3 separate regions of the Sus scrofa genome follow, and regions 2 and 3 are each linked to region 1. A link is a contact called in public HiChIP or PLAC-seq data. All regions are on one chromosome and are shown on one strand. The core of a region is the stretch at or near the end of the contact, and the rest is flanking DNA. Distances in the headings are between cores, read along the strand shown.

What was found. HiChIP or PLAC-seq counts read pairs in DNA pulled down with a chosen protein or histone mark.
Region 2: an H3K27ac HiChIP or PLAC-seq map of alveolar macrophages shows a contact between it and region 1. The contact joins the promoter of MINDY2 here to the promoter of RNF111 in region 1. A contact is called at or near these places in 1 of 5 promoter capture datasets (fetal skeletal muscle), 1 of 47 Hi-C or Micro-C datasets (heart right ventricle) and 1 of 2 datasets of contacts at active chromatin or transcription factors (alveolar macrophages).
Region 3: a contact with region 1 is called in an H3K27ac HiChIP or PLAC-seq map of alveolar macrophages. The contact joins the enhancer-like site here to the promoter of RNF111 in region 1. A contact is called at or near these places in 2 of 5 promoter capture datasets (fetal liver and liver), 15 of 47 Hi-C or Micro-C datasets (alveolar macrophages, embryonic fibroblasts, heart right ventricle and 6 more) and 2 of 2 datasets of contacts at active chromatin or transcription factors (alveolar macrophages and skeletal muscle).

The regions. Positions count from the first base shown.
Region 1 is chr1:113,057,633-113,061,351 of Sscrofa11.1, forward strand. RNF111 (E3 ubiquitin-protein ligase Arkadia) reads right to left here and starts at 1,974. Exons shown (of 14, transcript XM_013992925.2): 1 at 1,574-1,974.
Region 2 is chr1:113,256,971-113,260,689 of Sscrofa11.1, forward strand. MINDY2 (ubiquitin carboxyl-terminal hydrolase MINDY-2) reads right to left here and starts at 1,791. Exons shown (of 9, transcript XM_021094542.1): 1 at 727-1,791. The coding sequence starts at 1,596.
Region 3 is chr1:112,892,450-112,896,168 of Sscrofa11.1, forward strand. It overlaps MYO1E (unconventional myosin-Ie), which reads left to right. Exons shown (of 28, transcript XM_003353343.5): 27 at 3,692-3,719. Among named protein-coding and RNA genes, the nearest start is that of CCNB2, 48 kb to the right of the region's middle. Within about 2 kb of position 1,807, at least 7 of the 83 cell types and tissues checked have an H3K27ac peak or open chromatin away from gene starts, as enhancers often do. A contact at or near this core is called in alveolar macrophages, retroperitoneal adipose tissue and subcutaneous adipose tissue, where this site is marked.

The DNA.
Region 1 (3,719 bases), core at 724-3,223:
CATACAAATGACCAAAAGATACCAAAAAGGGGAAAAGTGATGGAAGGATTCACATACATAAGTTACAGTATCTCCAATGAACGAGGAGAGACTCTACTCTTCCTAGTTTTCCCTACAAAATTGTTCACATCAATTTATAAACAGCCTCACCAGTTCTTAGAATATTACTCTGAAACTGTAGTGGCAAACAAATGCTCAGGAGAGAAACGTCATTTGTCCAAGGTTAAATGACAAGAAATGGACAAAAGTGAAATAATTCAAGGCTTTAAAAAAATCAATTTAAGATTCTCATAAGAGTGAAAAAGGATTTCTTTCTCATCCCATCAGTTTTGTTTCACAAACATAACCAAGCACTACATACAGTTCAGTATGAAAAACAACACGGTGTACATTGACATGAAGATTTTTACTAAATAAAACAAAGTAACAAAATGTCAAAATGTAGATGTCACCCTAACAAAGATAAGCAAAAACAGTATTATAGAGCTTCTATGTAATATCGAAATCGCATTCTAACATTTGAAAGCAATGACACAAAAAACAAAAATGGGAAAGGAAGTAGAACCTTAGCTTATCTTTTCCACAGTCTGTTCTTTTCGGCTGAAGGGGTCTCCAAAACAAGAACATTAAACATAAAACTTCAAATGAAATAAAGTCTAGATTAAGTCAAACTTTAAAAAGCTATAAGAACTATAAAATGAAGTCTATGTCAGCTGGCATCTTACTACCCCAAAGAGTTCTAAATTCATACTGTAGAGAAATCAAGAAACAGGAAAGCATGCAATACAATGGAGTCACCCCACACTACAAACATGAACAAATTAAAAGAATACCCTATACTTCCTGGTATTTTTTAAATGTTAGACTTGCTGAAACTAAAACAATTTTGTAAATTAATCCTTCTTCGATTTTTACAAGAGGATTATTTAAAAAAAAAAAAAGACTTGCGTTAAACTTATCTACTATAACTTACGAACTACGGTGACAAACCTCCATTTTTTCAGCACGGAAGAAATATTTCCACTACAGCACTGTCACTGACTCTGATAATTATCTAAGGTCAAAACTGAAAATATCAATCTTCTTTTAAAGAGCAACAAGCCAACTCTATACAAAATCTGACGCGTCTGTATTTCTGCTGTTCCGCGGTCTACGTTTCCTTGATCAGAGAAGAAGGCAACTCCCTAACCGTCAGGGCTGACTTAGCGCCCCCCAACACCCCGGGTGCGGGTTACCTCCGTCACTCCATTGTCAAATCGCACTCCCACGCTCAGTCCTCAGCCCCCGTCCTAAGACTCCAGGGAAGTCGAAAAAGGGAAAGAAATCCCCTCACCCACAGTCCCTTTCTGAGAAGTGTGGGTGTGTCGGTAGACGAATGCTTTGCTCAAACACAATCAGATCTTCTGCGGACACCCAGACCCTAAGTCACTATGGAGCCAGCAATAACCGGCCGGTCGCCGACCCTAGCCTGCCTCGGCCGCAGCCCTTCCTCTTTCTCCCCTCCAGTCCGGCCCCTCCCCCGTTGCGCGCACGCGCGGCCTCCAATCGATCCCCTCCCCCCCGGCCCCCTCACCTTAATCATTAGCTACCCTCTTCCCAGGCTCCGGGAATCACTGGCCCAGGAAGGAAGACAGAAGATGTAAGGGGGGAAGAGGATGCGTCGAGAACCAGTGATCTGCGCCTCAGCTGTTGGCCTAATAGGCCCCTACAGTCAAGAGCAATGTCTGTCACCGCCACCAAAACTGTACGAGCGGCAGCGGCTGGTTCGGCCCAGCTGACCCGGCTTGGGTTCAGAATGCCTAATTTGGTCCCACAGGAACTCCTTCCGCGAAGCTGCGGGCTCTTCTATGCTGCCCAGACCGAACACCTCGCCACCGTCGCCGCCACTGCTGCCGCTCTCCGGCCACCGCCGCCGCCGCCGCCTAACCAATCCCTCCTCTCCCGAGCAAGCACGACACTCGGGGGCTTTACGACAGTTCGCAAAGTAAGAGCGCAGCAGCCTTCAAGCCTCTATTAACATCTGTTTGTTTCTGCGCTTGCTCAGATTCTAGTTTCTCACCGTCCCGCCCCCTCTTTCCTGGCCCTCCCCCTTTGTACTCGCTTTAACATTTAGTGGGCGAAACCTAACGATGTCATAAAGCTCATTATTTTATTTTTCATGGTGAAACATGTCAGTATTTAGGCAAAATACTGACTACATCTTGGCTGATTTTTTCATAACGAAAAGTTAACAACTAACCGAAGGTTTATTGACTATACTTAACTTACAGTTGAACAAAAACATAATTCTTTAGTGTCTTTCACAGCAAATGATACTCAAATCATACTTGCCATCATAAAGATCCTGGTACTTCACCGTTAAGATGAATTTACTTCCGTAATCAGATCAAAAGTAGTAGTAAATGTCCTGGGAACTAACCGTACATATGCCTTTTAAGTATTTTATAAAAATCAGTAGTTAGCAAATGTTTCATTATGTGCATTAGAAGGATGTAGGGAAAGAGGATGTAGGCTTTGGAATCAGATTTCCTTCCAAATCCCACTGATACCAATTAACAGCTGTCTAATTGATTACAGACTTTTGTAAATATTTCCAAAGGAAAGGAAGGAAGGAAGAGAGGGTGGGAGGGACGGGAGGAAGAAAAGAAAGAAAATATCAATTATACTTCAATTTTTAAAAAATGAGGGTTTCCCGTTGTGGCTCAGCGGTAGCGAATCCGGCTGGTGTGGGTGTGGGTCCCTTGCCCCGCTCAGTGGGTTAAAGATCCAGGGTTGTGGGGAACTGCGGTGTAGCTCACAGACAGGACTCAGGATCTATGTGGCTGTGGCCGGCAGCTGCAGCTCTGATTAGACCCCTAGCCTGAGAACTTCCATATGCCCAAGGTGCCTGCTGCCCTTAAAAAAAAGAAAAAAGAAAGAAAGAAAGAAAAAAGTCTAAATCAAAAAAAACTTCAGTTTTGTTCTCTAAAAACTAAGGTAATATCATTTACCTCAAAGGGTTCTTGTGAGATTAAAAGAGTTCATGTAATGCTTCAAACATTACTTACCAATTAAGTTTTCAATAAACATTGATTCCTTTCTTTTGTCATCAACTTATCTTTCTCAATACCCCTTCCTTTGTCTATATTCTCCATATTGTTAAATGAAGAAAATATTTTAAAATAATAATGTTAATAAACAAGAAAGGGTAACAGGTTTTGTAGGTTAACCAGAAAAATATTGAACCAGGATTTTATTTCAACCCTCATACTTTCTCACTCTAAATATAAAATTCTCCCTCATCCTATCTACTGCCATGGTTTTAACTATTATTGACTCATGACTCTCAAAGTCATGTATTTCCAGACCTAACGGTTACTCTAAAGTTCTTCAATAAGGTAAATACTGACCACATGTAGGTGTTGAGCATTAAAATGTGGCTAGTACAAATTGAGAAGAGCTGTAAGTGAAATTTATACATCTAATTTCAAAGATGCAATATAAAAAATTGTAAAAATCTCAATTTTTTTGTCTTTTTTTTGTTGTTGTTGTTGTTATTGTTGCTATTTCTTGGGCCGCTCCCGCGGCATATGGAGGTTCCCAGGCTAGGGGTTGAATCAGAGCTGTAGCCACCGGCCTACGCCAGAGCCACAGCAACGCGGGATCCAAGCCGCGTCTGCAACCTACACCACAGCTCACGGCAACGCCGGATCGTTAACCCACTAAGCAAGGGCAGGGAT
Region 2 (3,719 bases), core at 541-3,040, 200 kb after region 1:
ATATCTTTTATTTTAGCTGTTATAATTGTAGCTCCCTTAACACATTCTGATGTGTAGTTATTGGAAATAATGCCAAACTATGTAGTCAAAGAAATGAGGCAAGTAAAAATCAGGCATAAAATAAAAAGAATCTTTGAAAACCAAGAAGTTATGGTAATTAGGTCTCAGACCATGGCTTTTCCTTAAATGGAATTTGTCTAAGGGGCTACATCTTCTCTATCACCATTTCCTTAAATATCCACCCCAAATGGAGCAAGCATGAGTTGGAAAACAGACTAAACGTAACCATCAAAACTTGTTCTAATATCATGGATTGGTGGTAATTTCTGAAGGTGATTTCCCCCAATTCTTCACTCTTTTTGCACGTGATAAAATCAGTAAGAAGCAATAACAGGAAAATACAGTTTAAAAACGGTCAAAGGGTTTAGGATGCGCTAAGTCCTGGTAGTTTCTAAGTATATCAGCCACCGCTGAATGCTGAGCTCTAACTGTTAAACACTACAAGAGACCCGAGGTTGCCCGCAAGTGCAATTCTTTCTGATATACATATGAGAATATTCTTTCACCGAGAGCGTCTCGAAATGAGTTTCATGTAAGAAGAAAAGGGGACTGACTAGTGAATGAGGAAAGAAAGGAAGAAGCCATCAGCTGACATGCAGCAGCTCCCTTACCCCGTTTTTCCCCCCTCCCCAAAAGCTGCAGGAAATAGAAAGCTACGGAATGTACCTTCCAGGCCAGAAGCAAAACATTGAGGATGGCCAGCAAAGGGCAGGGGCCATTCTCATTCTGGGTGATGATGGGTGTGTTCTCCTCCTTCCACTGGATCCACTTGATGTGATAGACAGACTGTCCCGGGAAGCGTTCCTTGGAGGCCGCCAGCACCTGAGCCGCCTCCCCCTCCTCCTCCTCCTCCTCCTCCTCCTCCTCCTCCTCCTCCTCCCGGCACAGAGGCACAGCCCCCGGCAACACCGCCGCGCCCTCCTCCTCCTCGGGGACCCTGTTCTCAGCTCCTTCCTCACTATTAAACTCGGAGCTACTGGGAAAAGAATGCAGGTTAGAGAACGATTCCAGGGAGTCCAGGCTCGGCGATTCCCCAGGAGGACTCGGGTCGCTGCAACTGCTGCTGAGGCCGCCGCCGCTGCTGGGCTCCTCGAAGCCCGCGGCCGTCGACCCTGCCCCGCAGGTGCCTGCGGGATCCCGGCGGGCGCCCGCGTCTCCGGCCGGACCCAACCCATGGCCGGCTCCGGCCTCGGCAATCTCTGGGGAGGCGGTCACCTTGTGCTGCCCTCTCAGAGGCGCCTTCTGAGCAGCACGACTCTCCAAATCGCTCTCCTTCAAGTCCACACTTGGGAGGGAGCTGCAGGGTACAAGGACCGGAGGAGAGCCGGAGGGAGAAACCGAGTCCGAGAGGCTCCTCCCGGCGGCCGCCGCCCCCTGCCCATTCCCGCCGCTGCTCTCCGCCGCCCATACTCCAGGACCATCCCCAGCGGAAAGCCTGGTGTCCTGTCGCCCTTCCTGTGGAGAACCTGTCTCTGGCACTGGCCCGGTGGCCACCCCATGTTCTACCGGCTGCAGGCTTTCGGGGCCGCTCTCCATACCCAGCTGCCCGCCCCTTGCTCTAAAGAAACCGCGGTGGGTTCTCCTCAGACAGCGCCACGGACGCCATGACAGCGGCACTGGCAGCTACAGCGCCCTTGCGCGGCCTCGGCCAAGCACGTCACGGGGGAGGGCACCGGGAGCGCGCGAACGCGCGCGCCGCTCTGTTTGCCTGCCCTGAACAGGCCTGCGCGTGCCCGCGTGCCGCGGGGTGAGGGTGTACCTTGCCGCGGCCTCCCACGCGGCCCCGCCTCGCGCGCGCGCTCCCGGGCTCGCACTAGGAAGGCGGGGCGTGGAGGGCGTGGCCAGGGGAAAAACATCCTCTCATTTTGTGGCCGGAAGTTGAACTCCGGGGCAGCTAGACCGCGCGCGGCTTCTTTAAAGGCGAGCGGGGAGGCGGACTGTTCGGGTGTGACCCTTGGGAGCCGGGTCGTGTGTGGTTCAGCCTTGGGATCAAGGATGGCAGTGGTTGTAGAACTTGGAAAACAGCTCGTCCCTGAAGGGCTCAGCAGATTTGTTTCCTCAGTGTGTAATTTGGAAAATTGAAGGAATTTCTTACGAGATGCAGATTTTAAAAGGCCGGGATCCACTTGAGGCGTTTGGATGCCTACACTGCACAAATTCCAGTCTCCCTTGGTTCTGGCTGAGAAATGCTGTGCTCTTCACCAGCTACTGGTGAAAACGTTCTCCCTACAGGAGGCATCAGTGCGGTTGTGGATATTGGCCTGCTCAGAGAAAAAAAAAAAAAAAAAAGTGGGTAATGTGGGCCAATCATAATAAATTAGCTTGTGTTTGCATTAGCCAAGTCCTTGCGGTTTTGTTAACTTGGCCTCATTTTGCATGGAGTGGGAAAGTGCCTGTTCCTGAAAAAGTGATTTTGCTATTGAGAATCAACTCCTCTAAAGGCCATTCAGTTTTCAGAAAGGGTAGACAGAGTAGGCTGCAGGTTTTGTTAGTGACAAATAAAAGGGGATTTGAATCCTACTCTGACCTGCTCCCACAAAGGTTTTTGTGTGTGTGTGTCTGGGGTTTTTGTTTTTTGGGTTTTTTTTTTTTTTGTCTTTCAACATTTTCTAAGTTCTGGGGATCCAAAAATTGACAAGACAGGTCTTCCTTCTTAGTCGGATATATAAATTCTTGATCCCTAATATAATGTGGTCTTCTTGTATCTCTTGGTTAGACAAAATTACTTAGTGTTTCAGTCATTCATTTAACACGTCTCCCTCCCCAATACATTGCTGGATACATTGTTGGGCACTGGGGATGCCATGATGAATAAGAGAAAGGGCTCCTAGCTTCTTGAGGTTTACTGCCTAGTGGTCTTATTACGACATTTTAAATATTTGGGAATTACCGTTTTCTGATAATGCAGAAGATGGAGCTCCTTCCACATGATATAATATTTATCCAATTCCTGTCAAAGGGGAAATTTTGAAAAATAATAGAAAGCTTCTTCAGAATATTGAATTTAGGAGTTTTGTGGGTTTTTTTTTTTTTTTTTTTTTGGTCTCCAGGTCAATCTGTAAGCAATAAGTATTCTTGTCCAAATTTTTAAAAATGAAATAAAACCCAGGAGTTCTGTGGTGTATTGTGTTAAGGATGCAGTGCCTTGGGTTGCTGCTGTGGCATAGGTTTGATCCCTGGCCAGGAGAACTTCCATGTGCCACGAACCCTGCCTCCCCCCCAAATTAGAATTTTTTCCTTAAAAGGAATTACAAAAGTTAACAGAATAAGACATATATTCCTGGATTAAGACTTTATAGTATTTAAGGTTAAGTACAAACTGGAATATTACAGATTTCAGGAAGTTCAGAATTTAGCATGATGCCTTGATTATAAAAAAGGAAAATTGTAAAGGTGTATTACATGAATAAATTGAATGAATGAATTATTTACAGGCCAGAAACCATAGTAGGGCCAAAATTCATGAAACATGCATCTCATAATGGCCTTTCACTTTTTTTTTTCTTTTTTTTTTTCTTTTTTGGCCATCCCAGCACATATGGAGTTCCCTGGCCCGGGATCAGATCCCAGCCTCAGTTGCAACTTACTCTGCGGCTGTGGGAACACCAATCCTTTAACCCATTGTATCTGCCAGAGATCTGAAGATGGAACTTGCATCC
Region 3 (3,719 bases), core at 557-3,056, 170 kb before region 1:
CATGCCAGGTCCAGGGGCTACAGTGGTGAGAACAGGCCTCACCCCCGTGGAACTTACTGTCCTGCTGCATTGATAACCCCCCACCTCACTCTAAGCAGGTGCACACTATCAGAGGATGCTGCAGGCAGTGAGACAAGATCCAAAGGCTGAGCAAGCATTAGCAGTGCTGGTTGGGGGTGAAGAAAGGGACCAGACAGGTTAATGTGGCTGGAGTCCTGGGAGCCTAATGCATATGCATCATGCCATCCACTGATGAAGCCAGCAGGAAATTCCAGAAACCCATGTCAGTCATTTCATGGGAGTGTTGTGAGGTTATATGAAGCAGTGTCTGAAAATACCCAGCATAGCTCCTTGTTCAGAGCTCCAGGCAGGGGCTCCCAGACCACATCCCATCCTTTGATACTCACAAGAAGAATGAAGACATACTTGAAGACATACTTAGATGTGAGAATGAGACAGGAGAGACCAGTGAGAAGGAGGGCTTTGCTGTAACTGGCTTACTTTACCAAGGTGCTGCCCTACTGGAACAGTTGTACCCCTTCTGGTCACAGAGGACATTTAAACAGGAAAGAGCCACCATTTATGTCAATGTAGGTTAGCCTTCTCTGGACATTTCATACAAGTAGAGTCATCCTTCTTTTGTTGAATTTACACCTAAGTATTATATTCTCTTTGTGTATTGTAAGTGGAATTGTCTTCTCAATTTCATTTCTGGATTGTTCATTACTAGTGCCTAGAAATACAGTTTATTTTTATACGTGGGATCTTGTGTTCTATAATCTTGCTGAATTTTTTTATTCTAACAAGGTTTTTAGTGTATTTCTTAGAATTTCCTCTATGCAAGATCACCTCATCTAGAGATACAGGTATTTTCACTTTTTTTCCAATCAGAATGCCTTTTATTTTTCTTGACTAATTGCTCTGACTAGAGCTTCCAGTGGGCATTGAACAGAATGAGTGAGCTGATATTCCTGCTTTGTTCCCAATCTTAGGGGGGAAGCATATTTTTCACAGTAGATATGATGTAGGATAGGAGTATATGGATGGCGGTCCTAACCCCAACCAAGGCTTAGACTTGTATGAAGAAAGGAAGACGCCAGTGTGGCCTGCAGCGGGCCGGGAGGGAGCAGGGCCACACCTGGCAGGGATTTTGTAGGACAGGAGTGGAAAGACGCTGTCAGAAGGGTTTTCAGTGGACAGCGAGGTGAACAAATAAGGGTTGAGCTGGGATGATGTTCAGGAAGCCCCAAAAGGAAGCAGCTGGGAAGGGGGAGGGAACTGGGCAGCCTTAGGCAAAGCTAGAGGCAAATGGACACTGGAAGAAGGGGGTGACTCCCAGGATGGCTACAGGCAGGGAGGCCCTTCCCTTCAGAAAGTCACCCAGCTCTGTCTCCACACAGAGGGGCCTCCTGCACAGAAAATACATCTAGGTCCTAGTATTTATGGGCTCCAGCCACCTCATCAACCTGCATGTATGGTGATAGGTTTCTTCCCCTGGACATGAAAGAGGCCAAATCTCCATCTGTGAATATTTAGAGAGTATGTTTGTGCCTATGTTCATGTGCTCCCCACCCCCAACCCTGCTCCCTAGAACTGCTGGGCGGGAGGCTTCCTCCTTCCCAGAGTGTTCTAATGCACACTCTACCCCCACTCCCCTCTATTCCTGTTGCTGGGAAATCAGATGACTTCTGGGATAAGGCTAATGGCTCTTATTAACCAAATGCTGACACATCCCTAATACATAGGTTGCTTAATTAATCTGAAAGCTGTCCAGCCAGCTTTCAGAGAAGCAAGCACTTCTCAAGCAGGGAATGGGGATTTCCAATAGACGAGGAAGGAAATGATGTCACGCTAACCCTTTATACAATGTCTTTCCTCTATGATAAAAGAAAAGTGCCTGGTGGAGATGGGATACTTCTCACTTCCTGAGAAGAGTGGAGCCTGAGTTACCTTGGGCTTCACTCCCCAGCCCTCAAGGAACCCTGCTCCTGCTGGGGACAGTCCTTCACTCAGCTGGCAGCCAGAGCCCCCTCACCTCCAGCCACCCCCTCGTGATCCGACTTGCTCAACAGCACCCAGTAGCATCTATTATTTCAGGACCTCTGCAAGGATAGTGGGGCTCTGGCCTCTTCAGAGCACAGATCAAAACTGGGTGTGCTTTTTCCTTCCAGAACTCAGACCCCAGGACATGCCCTCCCTTTGCCTCCCTCCTGCCACAGGTATTAACAGGCCCAGTCAGACCGCACAGCCAGCCCCTCTTAGAAGAAATCTTAAGTTTCTTCCATAAGCAAATGAATGTAGGCTTTGCTTTGGTTAGTCCTTAAGCAAGGAGATGTTTTCTATAGTTCTAGTTCCTAGGTGCATTCTGTAAATGCTTTTTATGAACATACTTAATAAATAGTTGTTCCAGACATGTTTAAAGATCTCACTAATTAGGAACAAGTTGTAGTTACATGCCTTTGAGACAACGTACAAAGGGGACTAGAGGAAGCAGAGTATACAGAAAGAATACATTTAAAGCTAGAAGACCTGGATTAAGGATTCAGTTGGAGATGTATTTGATGATCATGACCAGGACAAGAAAGTAAGGGGTAAAAGTGAGGGATGTTGCTCAACCCCCTACAGGGCATAGGACAGCTCCCGCAACAAAGAATTATCTGCCCAAAGTGTCAACAGTGCTGATGTTGAGGAATTACTTTGGATAAACTTTTGCAAAAAGCAGTTTTTTGGTATTGAAATTGGAATCACCCCAAATGACCATCAACCATAGACTGGATAAGTAAATTGTGACATATTTGTGCAATGCAATAGTATAAAGCAATGAGAATGAATCAATCACAACCATATGCATCAACAGTATTCATCTCAAAAATGTAATTGCAAGGGATTCATTTTATATTAGTTAAAAAAAAAAAAAACCAGGCAAACTACGAGTGTTGTTTAGATATACTTACATGCACGGTTCCCGTCGTGGCACATCGGAAATGAATCCGACTAGGAACCATGAGGTTGCAGGTTCGATCTCTGGCCTCGCTCAGTGGGTTAAGGATCCAGTGTTGCCATGAGCTGTGGTGTAGGTCGCAGATGTGGCTCGGATCTGGTGTGGCTGTGGCAGAGGCCAGCAGCTGTAGTTGTGATTAGACCCCTAACCTGGGGAACCGCTATATGCCTCAGGTGTGACCCTAAAAAGCAAAAAAAAAAAAAAGATATACTTACATGTGTGGTAAAACTACAAAGCAAAGCAGAATTACTAATACAAAATTCAAGCTAGGGGCTCATTCTGAAAGAGATTGCAATTGAGAGGCACCTGCAGGCTTCTGTGGCAAAGTTCTGTTTCTGCAGTTGCTGGGGGTTTCTGCACATAGGTAGGTGACTGTGTTTTATTATCATTTAGATGTATAAATATGTTTTATAAACTTTGGTAGGAATATGAGTCTTTTCCACATTTCCTTCCATGCTGGGGACATGGTAACAGCAGCCAATGTTTATGAAGCACTAACTCTGTGCTATCACAATGATTCTGTCTGGGAGGATGTTTTATTCTCAAAGAAAATTTAGGGGGTGACATGCCCTAAGGATGGAGCTGGGCTTCAATGTGAGCTAGCCAGGCCTGGCCCCGTGCTCTAAACCACCACACAGTGCTGCTGCCTCCTGTTGGCCCCCATCTTACCTGCCTCCACTCTCTCCACAGGGTCCGGAGACAAACAACCAGCCGGCCC